Regions from separate parts of the Xenopus tropicalis genome. Here region 1 is linked to region 2. Evidence: chromatin contacts called from public Hi-C data. All regions are on one chromosome and are shown on one strand. The core of a region is the stretch at or near the end of the contact, and the rest is flanking DNA. Distances in the headings are between cores, read along the strand shown.

The links. Hi-C and Micro-C count contacts between places; a contact is called where the count stands out from the background.
Region 1: a Hi-C map of neurula embryo shows a contact between it and region 2, with 4 times the contacts expected there. The contact joins the promoter of ccdc27 here to the promoter of tnfrsf9 in region 2. A contact is called at or near these places in 3 of 5 Hi-C or Micro-C datasets (brain, gastrula embryo and neurula embryo).

What each region holds. Positions count from the first base shown.
Region 1 is chr7:96,716,049-96,722,345 of UCB_Xtro_10.0, reverse strand. ccdc27 (coiled-coil domain-containing protein 27) reads right to left here and starts at 2,039. Exons shown (of 13, transcript XM_031906379.1): 1 at 1,917-2,039.
Region 2 is chr7:96,582,605-96,588,952 of UCB_Xtro_10.0, reverse strand. tnfrsf9 (tumor necrosis factor receptor superfamily member 9) reads right to left here and starts at 3,652. Exons shown (of 9, transcript XM_031906603.1): 1 at 3,168-3,652; 2 at 1,660-1,834; 3 at 996-1,109. The coding sequence starts at 1,780.

The DNA of each region.
Region 1 (6,297 bases), core at 790-3,289, 140 kb before region 2:
GGATAGAAAAGGTTGAGAGGCTGTAGTAACACCTGACAGAGCTCTGATTATCCATAAGACCTAGTCCCACAATGGCAAAATCTGTAGAGGCTGATGTAAGATGCCATAGACAGTCACTATTTATTGGGCTGGTGGGGGGGCGGTTTTGGCCTTTGTTTACTTCAAGTTCCAGGGCCTATTTTGAATTCCATTCTGAGCCTAATTAGGACATATTGAGATCATATTACTGTAACACTGGCAAGTTTGTGCAGAGACAGCATGTTTAGCAAACAGGAATCCTTCAAATCACTAATTGACTCCCCCATACCTGACCTGAAAAGGCAGGGTTGGCAGCCACCATGTCTAACTGCTTTACTTCCTGTCCCTGGATCTCTGAAGCTGATGTGTCCTTTGGCTTCCAGATGGCATACTTCTGTTTAGAGATCAGTGCCAGGGAACCAGGGACAGGAAGTGAAGCTGCTAGGCATGGGCACTGCCAACCCAACTGTGCAGCATTTTCAGTTCAAGTACAGGGGAGCAGGGCTACTCTGGGCTGTCCTGTGTTTGGAAGAAGAGTCTGTGCAGGGACCTTTTGGTTAAATATGGGTTTATGTCTCCTTTAAAATATTGACCATAGGTCTCCTTAATGCAAGAAAATCCTCCACTGAAAATCCTGCCTGTTGTAGTTTTAACCATCCCCCTGGTCTTGGTTTGTGCCATCATCCCTATTGACTTTAATGTACAACAATTCTAGCGAGATCTCAGAATTATTACTTTTAAATAATGAAACATTCATGCCAACCCTCTGTATGCACCCAGGATCCCTGTCTTTAGCTATGTGTACCCATTTGCTAAGGAGATAAATACCTTAATCAGCACAGAATCTAATCTTTGTAATGTTTCTTGGCACAACACCTTGTTCTCCCTGAGTGGTGAGTATTTTGCCCTGAATTGCACAACACATTAACTAAAGTGCAGACAGAATTCAGTATTGCTTCTGAGCTTGAGGTAAAGAGACTTTAATTTTAAAACATTTGAGAGTGAACCAATTGTAATATATATATATATATAAAATTACCTGAATACTAATAGATGCATCTCAAACTCAAATTTAACACAATCAGGTGAACTTGTGTGTCATTTCCTTTATAATGCCTATACTGCAAGTGATTACAGTTCTATCTATGAATTTGTCAGTGATAATACACCCAACCATTGGTACATTCATAGAATTCACTAGGCTGAAACACTGCAGTAACATGTACCAGAACTCCAGCCTATCACCATACCACTGTGGAACCACTCAGTATTATAGAATATCCTGAAATATTGTTATTGCAAGAACTGATTAACAACTTTGATAGGCATAATTGGTCAGTATAATATATTTAATGCACTGGGGAGGTGGGGGGAACATGTATTTGCTGCACAGATACTATATATATATTTTTGGGACGGTTGAATGGACAGTTGAATGGCAGCAACGTTAATGTCATTTTATACAGCAAATACAATCATATGAATTGGTCCCTGTCTAGAACACATATATAGGCCAAAATAAAAAATGAAATAAACTGGTTGAATACATAATGGTAATAATATTAAGCTTTTAATGCACTTATTTTATTTTTATTTTTAAAAATAAACAACAAATCTGAACAAACTAAATATCTGCGAAGTTTAAGATTAAATAAAAGTGTAAATCAACATGTCTTTATTTTATCAGATACAATTTTTGCTATGATTTGGGTAGTGTACATCTGCTTACAGGCTAATTAATACAGTCCTTGTGTCCCTGATATATATAAGAAAAAAAAAACCTGATCTATTTGTTGCTGGTAGATGGATCAACTAAATTGAGTTCCTTGAAATGAAAAGCACTTTTGCATTAATTCTGCCATTGCTTTGCAATCACTTCATTGACCCAATCAGCTTACCTTACTGTGCCTCCAGTGAGTGTATCCCAGGCATAGTGCCCTGCTACTGAGGGTATGGTGCTATCTCTCCGGCAGCCCTGTGTACAAGTGAAAGGGAGCAACAACACAGAGTGGTAATTATGAAGTACATGCATAGTAACTCCCACGTGCTTCTCTCCTTTCATTCCCATTCTGCACATTACTTTCTCTGAATGGCAGGGCAAAGCCTGGAGATTTCTGTTGCCTGGAGACTGACTGTTTGCCTGCAGGAACTAAGCATTGTCCTGAGCCTGCTAGGTTTTTACTGCGGGACACTCCCTCCTGGCGTAGAATGACTGACACAAACAGTGATCAATAATAGCAGCCAGCAATCACTCACTCACTACTCATTTCACTCCCTACACCAGCAGGTGTTACCCTGTATGTTATGCTGCGCCTTCCTCTTCTTTCCTGTTCCAAATCAAGCACTTTTGCACCTATTGCCACAGAGGAACCCTGGAACTACTGTTACATCTGATCCAGGTGCTAGCTCCAGGGTTCCTACAGTAGCATGAGTCAATAGGAGCAACAAAGATGCGTCAAAACGACCAGACCCACACTCAGACCCAGACTGGCAATCTGTGGATCTGGCAAATGCCAGAGGGGCTGCTGTAAGATGCCATAGACAGTCACTTTTTATTGGGCTAGTGGGGGACCTGCTTGGGCCTCTGTATACTTGAAATGCCAGGGCCTATTTTGAATCCCAGTCCAGTCCTGCTCACACATCACTCTCACACTAAATGCCAAAAATAATATCTACTAGAAAATGACATTTTAATATCATCTACGTTGTGTCGATGTGCTCCACAAGTTACTTTTGACATATAAATGCAATTGCATCAGGCACAACTTCTCCTAGCAACCTCAACAATGCTGGAATTTTGGGATAAATTGCAAAATACATAGTGATTGCATTGGAAATTTGCATTTTGCTCACTGTGTTGTGAATAAAAATGACCACTGTTTTATTGAGTTCACGATCCTTGCAGAAAACAAATAGACAAAAGTTTTAGCAGAAAGCAAAATAAAGGGTAGTTTGTATTGTGGGGGGGGGGCATTTGTGTGTGTTAGTATGTGAATATGTGTGTGTGCTTGTGTGTGCCTATGGATGGCAGGAGGGGCTATTCAGCACTGAACGTTGGGCAGCACCTACCAGTAAACAGAAGACATGCACTTTAGGGGCTGCACAGTCTGTGGGGCAAAGATACTGTGTGGTCTATTTTTCCTGTTCCCCCTGACATACCAGCTGCAATGTGTCCAAATTAATTGGAATAATGTACTTTTTATAATTTATCTTGGGCAGTGGACACAGCACCCAAACTAACATTCATTACAAGGGTGGCATTAAGGTATCACTGCACTCAGGGAAAAGATCTCAGTGGTGGGACCCCCACACCTACACAAGAAATTAGATTAAGTAATAACCTCAAACAGGTAAAGTGCTCAGTTCTGGAAAAGTCACAATCCACCAGTAAATATATGTTCCACTAATGAAATAAAAATGCCCATGCCATAACCAATATTTTGGTAGCAAATAAACAAAGCTGTAATATAATGAATTGCTACACAGCACCCCTAGCACCTTATGTTAAATGAAAGGCTGTAGGTACTGACCCCCCTAAGCATATTATATACAGTGAAAGATAAAGGTACAGGCAGGCAGGTATTACGCCCCAAGCACACTATATGCAGTGACATATTAACACACATAAGACACACATCCACAAGTTCAGCACTGAAAACCTGCCTAACTGCTAGCTGCTCCAAAGTATCCAGTGAAAGACAATATTATACAGAAAGCACATACAGTGCAAGGCATTCGGTACTAACAAAACAATAACATTTATAGTGAAAGGCAGTGGGTACTAACACCCCAAGAACATTTATTGTGAAAGGCAGTGGATACCAGTGGGAAACAGTACCAGTAATTACCAGTGGGTAACAAAGAACCCAGTGTGCCTGTCACCCTTACTCTGCTGTAACCACCTATCACTGTACAATTTTTGCATTTTCATTAAAAACAACTCCACATGGAGTATGAATATAACACTTGACTAGTTAAAAAAATAGAAAGGCTTTTTAGGGCCAGACAAGAGTTAATTATGTTATGGTGGAGAAATTGCACAGGCAAAACTAAACATGGGCTGTAGTGATGGGCGAAAAGTTTCGCCAGGCATGGATTCGCGGCAAATTTCCGCGTTTCGCCATTGGCGGATTGTTTCGCGAAACGGATGAAAAATTTCGGCGCGGAAAAATTCGCCGCACGTCCAAAAATTGTCGCCGGCGTCAAAAAAGAATAGTCGCGGGCGACGAAACAAGAGCCGCGCGACGAAACAAGAGCCGCGGGCGACGAAACAATAGCCGCGCGCGACGAAACAATAGCCGCGTGCGACAAAACAATAGCCGCGGGCGACGAAACAAGAGCCGCGCGACGAAACAAGAGCCGCGGGCGACGAAACAAGAGCCACGCGCGACGAAATAATAGCCGCGCGACAAAACAATAGCCGCGGGCGATGAAACAAGAGCCGTGCGACGAAACAAGAGCCGCGGGCGACGAAACAAGAGCCGCGCGCGACAAAACAATAGCCGCGCGACAAAACAATAGCCGCGGGAGATGAAACAATAGCTGCGCGAGAAAATAATAGCCGCGCACTACATTTTCGCCGTTTCGCGAATTTTTCGCCGTTTCGCGGATCTTTTCAAAGATTCGCGAATTTTTCGGCGAAGCGAAACGGAACAGATTCGCTCATCACTAATGGGCTGGAGTATTGGTCTAGATAAAAGCAGTGTCTTCAGCTTTTGCACTTTTTGGCCTCTCTGAGGCTGGTTCTTTTTTTACCCCCTAGGCTAGTATTAGGGTTTTCCTAATAGAAACAGGGTGTAAATATTAAATGGTTAATGAATAGTCTATGGAAGTAAATCAGCCTGGCTGAGATTGCCCCGTTATATGACTAGTATAATATTTTTAAAAATTAATAGGGCACCAGTGATACATATTATTAAAATCTTTAACATGGAGGCTGAAGGGTAGGGATGGGTTGAATTAGCTATGAATGAATGAAGCTCTGAGTGCTTTGATGGCAGTGTGAGAGGACAATGCCTAGAACTGTCCTAAAGGTGCAGATGAAAGAACTTCCCTTGGAGGCCAATGTGCATTACACACTGCTGAAACTATTCAAACTTGTTACTGGGTTTAGTTGATGTTGGATGACTTGATCTGAAACTTGAAGTACTGCAATTCCGCAATAACGTTTCCGTATTTGATAAAACCATACTGGCAAATTTTGGGACTTGGTGGCATCTGTAATTGCATTAATATACTGTAGCTGCCCTATGTTACCCCTGACAGACTCAATATGGAGAATATCATTATCAAAAGTGTGGTGCATACTGAGAGCAGTGGTAAATAGTGATGGGCGAAATGTTTCGTCAGGCATGGATTCGTGGCGAATTTCCGCGCTTTGCCATTGGTGGATTGTTTCGCGAAACGGATGAAAAAAGTCGCCGCAGAAAAATTCGCCAGCGTCAAAAAAGAATAGTCGCGGGCGTCAAAAGAATAGCCGCATGACGAAATAATAGCCGCGAGCGACAAAATAATAGCCGTGCGACGGAATAATAGCCGGGGACGATGTAACAATAGCCGCAGGACAAAATAATAGCCGCGAGCGACAATTTTTTTTGTCGCACTACATTTTCGCTGCTTCGCAAATTTTTCGCCGTTTCGTGGATCTTTTGAAAGATTTGCGAATTTTTCAGCAAAGCGAAATGGAACAGATTCGCTCATCACTAGTGGTAAATGCTGGGGAGTCAGAACAGTGCAGACAAAATAAACAAAAAACAAAGAGATTAGGGGAGCAATCCTTAAGCAGTGTGACTGCTGTAATTTAATTGTATTGTAGACTACTAAACACAACACGTTTCAGGCCTTGCATGCCCTTTCTCATGTGCAGACAATATAAAGAGCCAGACAGATACTGCTTTCAGTGTCAATTTATATAAAATTTTCTTTCTTTATACAAAAAGTGTTATAATGCTCAGTCAATTTTTCCTAGGGTAAGATACTGCATTTCAGTTTTTCTGATTACATGTGTTGTGCCTTAGCAGCATGTAACAGTAAAGTCTGCAGTTATATCTTTGCTATTGGTTTTTCCAACAGGTGAGTCCTAGTTGTGATAAGCCGAAGAGGCATCAGAACAAAATTTAGAGAACATTTTAAAGTTTGAGAACTTGAGAATACGCTTGTTGATTGCAGCACATGGAAGAACTAGATAGGGCCACTTGCTAGCAGGAGATTTCCTTTGCACTTCCACCCACCTCTAGTATATATATAAACCTGCCCCTGGATAGATGGTTTTAAATGAAG
Region 2 (6,348 bases), core at 2,403-4,902:
TTCAAAGCATTCCCATATTTTAAGCATTCTGGATAATAGGTTTCCAGACAATAATTCCAGTCCTTGTTATATCATGATACAATCCATAGCTGATGTAGGCAACCAGAGATACACAGTGCATGACAGTGAGGTGTATCCTGTCTGTGGGAGGAAAGGGAACTCCTGCCGTCTGTGCAGAGCGTAACGGTGGTTAAGCCACACACATAGAGCCAGGGAGTTCCATGCCATCACGTGTGTCTATGGCTGCATGTCACTAGCTTAGGTAAAGCTGTGAGGAAGTGACTCTTCCTGACTCTCGGTTCTCAGAGGGAAGCACTGAAATGCTAACCCAGCATAACAGTACAAAACATGAAGCTGCAGATTTAAAGTGTGTGTAACATAATTTTTTTTGTTCAAGGAATACTCTTTGCACCTGCATAGCTGACTAAAGGACCCTATGCAAAGAATAGATGCCCAAGGTTTCCAGATGCCTCCTACCGCCTTCAGAAACCTGAGAGCAGCAACTGATACATGATTGGGGGGGTATTAAAAATAATAGGCAATTATTCTTTATAGACATTATTTCACATATTGTAACTTTACTAGGATAACTCTGATGGTTGGGTCCCATAGTGTCAGTGCCCTGTGTTACAGATGACCCTGCAGTAGAGGACCATAGCAATGCAAAATATGATATAAAGGTAAATAATCTATTAGCTGTGTCTTTCTATATATTTGGATAGCCATTTATTAAGGCTACCTAAACTAAAAATGTAAAGAAGAAAAGCCCAAATGGATCATTTTACCACCAATAGGGATTCAAGCAGCTTAGTTACTATCTAGCCTAAGGTACTGTTTTATTATTACAGGGGGGAAAAGGAATCAGTCTAAAAATGTAAAAAATGTAAACAGCATTCCTATATTTCAGAGCATTTAGGATATTAGGTTTCTGCATAATAGATCCTATACATGTGTTGTTTTAACAGGCACACATCAAAATTATGTAAGGGACTTACTTTCACATGTTTTGCATCTCTTACAGCTGGAGTTGTCATTGGATGTTTCCATAAAGCTTCCTTTCGGACAAGGAGTACATTTGCCGCATCCATTCATCATGTTAAGCAAGTATCCTGCAAAAACACAATTTGAGATTATTGTTACTACCAAGCAAGTAGATCCCAGAGGCACCAGTGAGTAGATTCAGCCTGAGGAATCAAGGTGCTACGAGTGACTCCCCCCATTGAGAAAGCAAGATGGAACTGGTGGCCCTGGATGGTGTAGTGCACCTGATACAGGGAGGCTACTGTCCAACTTGTTCTTAGTGTATCTTAATAAATGAACATATTAAAAAACAACATCCAAACAGTGAAGTTATAATTGAAGGCGAATTTACTATTAACCTCAGTATCATTTGGATAAAGTCCTCTGATGCATTGCCTGGGTATGGGTGGTATCTGCACATGCCAGAACTAGTACATATCCTGCACTCTCTATAGAGACCAATCATTAACAGTAATACTAGCACTGGGGGGTGATACATTTATTTATAGGGTGATACATTTATTTATAGGATAGAATGCTCCACATCAGAGCTGTGGTTGTTAGTACTAAACAACTGGATCAGTCTAATGTAGCCCACAGCATGGGTGCAGATTTATTGCTTTGTTCAAACAATCTTACCAGGATTACAAAGATTGCAGCAGTCTCCTGTCTTTTTTTGGCAAATGTCATAGTGTTCATTAGCCCCCATGGTCCTTAGCACCAGCAACCCCAGCAAGAGGCTCCACAAGGCAGTTTCCATCTTGTATTAAGTAAACGCCAGGCAGTCTGAAATGTGCAGTAATATTGGCTCTACCTAAGGAAGTAAAAGTAAATTATTATTATTACTGAAAAGGGGAAGAGAAAGGTGAAAGGTAGTTTGTTCAAGGTAGTGGTGCAGAATTTATTATCAATATTTGTTAATGGACGTTCCTCATTCTCTATATATACACTCTTACTGCCATCTTTACTATCAGCCTAACCATTATAAGTTCATGCTGTTTTCCCCTTTCCCAAAGGTAAAGGGAAAGTGTTGCTTTTATAAATAATCCACCAAACTAAGTCCATGCTAGTTTGTTAATTTCTTCCCCTAAACACTATTAAATATGTTTCCATTATATAAATAATAATGCCCTAGTGACAAAGAGCATGGTTAAGTTGCTTGCAGTAGGTAGTACAATGTTAGATAGATGAAGAATATATAGTGTTATATAAATCTATTTTCCAGAATGCTTGGGACCTTATGGTTTGTTATTTGGATCTTTAGTAAAAAAATATATTTAAACATTAAATAAACTTAATAGAATTGCCTTGAATGTATACATCTTAGTTACAAGGTAGTGGTATTACAAAGAGAAAGGGAATAATAAAAAACAGAATTATTTAAATAAAATTAACTCTATGTGAAATGGCCTTCTCATAATCCAGAGCTTTCTGGATACCAGATCTCCAGGTAAAGGATCCCATACCTGTACTGTAATCAAAGTAGGAAAATGCAGAGAAAAAGTTATTTGGTAGATTGGGAAGATTTCGGGAGAGATTCGTTCAATTTTTCAGGCATAGTGACTGTAAATACTATACAAAATGTAAAAATGAAAGAGAAATGGCTAGCCTTGGACATTAAAGGAACAGTTTTACCAAAAATGAAAATGTCTCAAAGTACTAAGAATATAATGTACTGTTGCCCTGCACTTGTAAAAGTTGTGTCTTTGCTTCAGCAATCCTACTATAGTTATATAAACAACGTTGCTGCTGTGTAGCCTTGGTGATTGCTATTAAAAATGAAATAGGGCTAAATGGTACAGATTACATAGCAGATAATGGATAACATCTGTAAAACACCATTGTATTTCACAGAGCATATGTATGTACAGGTTACATAGACCTATGCTATGTAACCTGTACTTTTTCTCATTTTTTTCCAGCTTGAATGACTGCCCCCATGACTACACAGAAGCTTATTTATATAACCTATAGTAGAGTTACTGTAGCAAACACACAACTCGTACCAGTGCAGGGCAACAGTACGTTGACACTTTAATTCTTTTGGTATTACTGTTCCTTTAATGAAAGCTGTCATTGCAAATGATCGGAGTAAGTTCCGACTATCACAGTACCATTTAAATCATCTGTCTCTCATATTCACTTACTGTAATGTTGCGGGGAGGTGAGCCTGCAGATGTATGACACTGTGGTGCCTCTCTGGATGAGAAGTGCAGTTCAGGGCAGGTTATGGAACATTCTGGGAATAATTCTGCTCAGAAAACAGACAAGCAGCTGAGTGCAGCAGGTAGTACTTCTGTAGCTGCATACAGATCTGTAATGGTACTGTGGTTCTGACAAACATCCAATCCTTGGACAGGGAGACTGCCTGTTGCTTGTCTATGCATTGGGTCCAGATGGGTTCAGAGCGGTTCTAGGAACAAGAGCTCAGCCTTGCAGCCCCACTCTGTGAATAAGCCTCACAATATGGGCATGTTCAGCATTCTGATTCTTCTCTGGAGAGCAGGTTATTCCCCAGCAAGCAGCATAGCACTCACACACCATCTGCAGCCCCTGTGTCACACTGCATGTTGTGTTTAACCACGGTGTGGACTTTCCCTAATTAGAGGAGTGATTATATTTTGAGACTGCCCTCCCGCCCCTGCTTATGTTTTTGAATGCATTGAAGCAATGGCAAGGCAAGTTAATGCTGTGAACACAAATGAAATGAAATGATTCACAAGGAAATCCCATATAACAGATTTTACTGCTAGGGACAAGCTTTAAACAGTATGAAGTAATTCTTTGCTGGTAAATGGTAATGTGGGACATGTCAGTAAATGTGGGCACATTATGTTGTTGGGGACAGCTTTAGGACAGCTACTGTCAACAAAGTAGGTGTTAATAGGAATGTCGAGCAGATAGTCATAGGGTAGGTTGGTGTTGTGACAGGGTTAATAGGGATGTGCTTGGGCAGTAACTGAGTACCCCAGAATTTCAGGTGAGGTTCTGAACTACTGTTTATGTGATTATTAGGGATGTGGTCAGTTAAACACTAAACTGGGAACCAAGTAATATGAATAATAGTAATAGTAAAGGGGCTGTAAACCCAATGTTGCCTATTCAAAGACATTATAAAACTGAAATTCTAAGCAACTTTCCAGTTATTTTAATTACAGAGCTGCAGTTGTATTAAAGTGATTTGTAAATATAACTGTTATTAAATTATTTATTTGTTTTAATGTAAAATATACATTACTTTCTTCTTTAAAAATAACTGTAGCTACTACATTTTTTTCTGTGCAGAATGAAATGAATCACACAAGCTTTCCTGGCATTACCCAGTGGAACTGTCCTGTTGCACAATGATACATTCCCCTTCAAACCAACACTGAATTGCACAGGCTCACTGGGCTATTACATGGTACCCAGCAGGCCATTCTTTACAAAAGATTAGTGTATTTTTTACATCACTGAGCCTGCAAAGAACAGGCTTCTGCTTATCTGTAAGTCAAAACAGTTGCAAAGGAATGAATAAAAAGGGGGGGGGGGGTTGTTTATACGGATCTCATTATCTCTAGTTAAGCTAACAGCTAATTACATAGGTGTAAGTAATCCTAATTAACTCTCTATTTTAGTTTTATATTAAAAAAAGCATTTTGTTAAGATTTTTTTAAAAAAATGTTCTCATGTTACAAAAAAGTTATTGCTGCCCCTTTAAACCCCATAGCTGAACCTGTGCTTTTTTTACATAAATACACACATTTAGTAATAGAACTGCACCTTCAGGTTTTTTAGCACATCTAGTACTTCGGCCAGGAGCTGTAATAAGTATGTCTGGTTTAAAGAAGCATAGATACCCTGGGCAAGCATTACAATGTAACTCCTGTTACAGAGTCTAATGCTCTTCGATGATAAATCTAAAAATATGTTCCAAATTTTCTTGTTTGCTAGGAGTATTTGTTTTAATAATTAACAGTATTTCACATGACCTTTATTTTGGGATTGTACGTTAAAAAATGGTGTTTTATAATTGTTTACGCTAGCTACACGGAATTGAATGAATACTAGCGCCATCTAGAGGATACATAATCTACTAGCATCAAAGCTGCTGATTCTTCTAAATATTTAGATACCAAGTAGAATTCATAACAATAATCTCATAATGATTGCATAGCAATAATATGATTTTTGCTATAGTCGTGTTGTGTTCATTGATAACAAAACAATCACCACACAGTACACAGCCTTGTGGCTGTAGGGTAATTACTTGCTCCATAAAGACATCAGCAATTATTTATTTATTTAATAAAATAAATAATAACTATTTAATATACATGTAGATACCATATAAAATACTATAATAGAGGACTGTAATATAGAAGATGATGTCTTCTTACTTCCTCACTGGCTAAAGTCTTATGGGTCAAACTTTTCACAGGCAACAGGCAAGTTGTAGCATGGCACTGACCCCCTTATGTAAGTGACAAATACAAGACTCAAATAGAAAAGGCTGCTAATTTGGGGCAAGCCTAAAAATGGGGGCTTTTAATTACCCAGATATTGAGTGGAGCTACAGTACTGCCACTAGAGTTAATGAAAACAAGTTTCTAAACGTCCTACATGACGTTTTAGGTCACAGGTTTTTGAGCAGCCAACCAGAAATCATGCACTACTAGATCTAATGATCTCTAATGACCCAGAATGTATAGCAAATATAAATCTGTATAGCAAAATAGCTATACCAATATCTATGCTGGCTCTGATATGCATGCCCAATGTAGTTATGATGCACAGATTATAATATTTTCCGTGCTTGCGTATATAAAAATAAATAATATTTAATGCAAAAACTACTCATTTTTGGAAACAGAATCATAAAGTGAAAAATAATGCAATGTACCCAATGTATTTTTGATATAATGATAGATCCCCCTTAAATATTTAACAGACATACATAGGGGCTGATTTACTAATCCACAAATCCGAATCCCGAATGGGAAAAAATCTAATTGGAAACGAAGATTTTGCGACTTTTTCGTATTTTTTGCGATTTTTTCGGCGCTGTCGCAACTTTTTCGTGAATTGACGCGACTTTTTCGTATTGAGCGCTAGTAAACGGCGGGCAAACCTTTCTGATTTTTTCGCAACGGCTACGAATAAGTCGCGACGGCGACAAAAAAAATCACAAAATACCGATCATTACGAAAAAAACGCATTCGGACGCTTTCGATCCGTTCGTGGATTAGTAAATCGGCCCCATAGTATACCAGTGCTAAACAAGTGTTGCATATATGAAATGAATGAAAGCTGGTACTGGGACAGCACAGCTACTGTAGGTGGCACTTA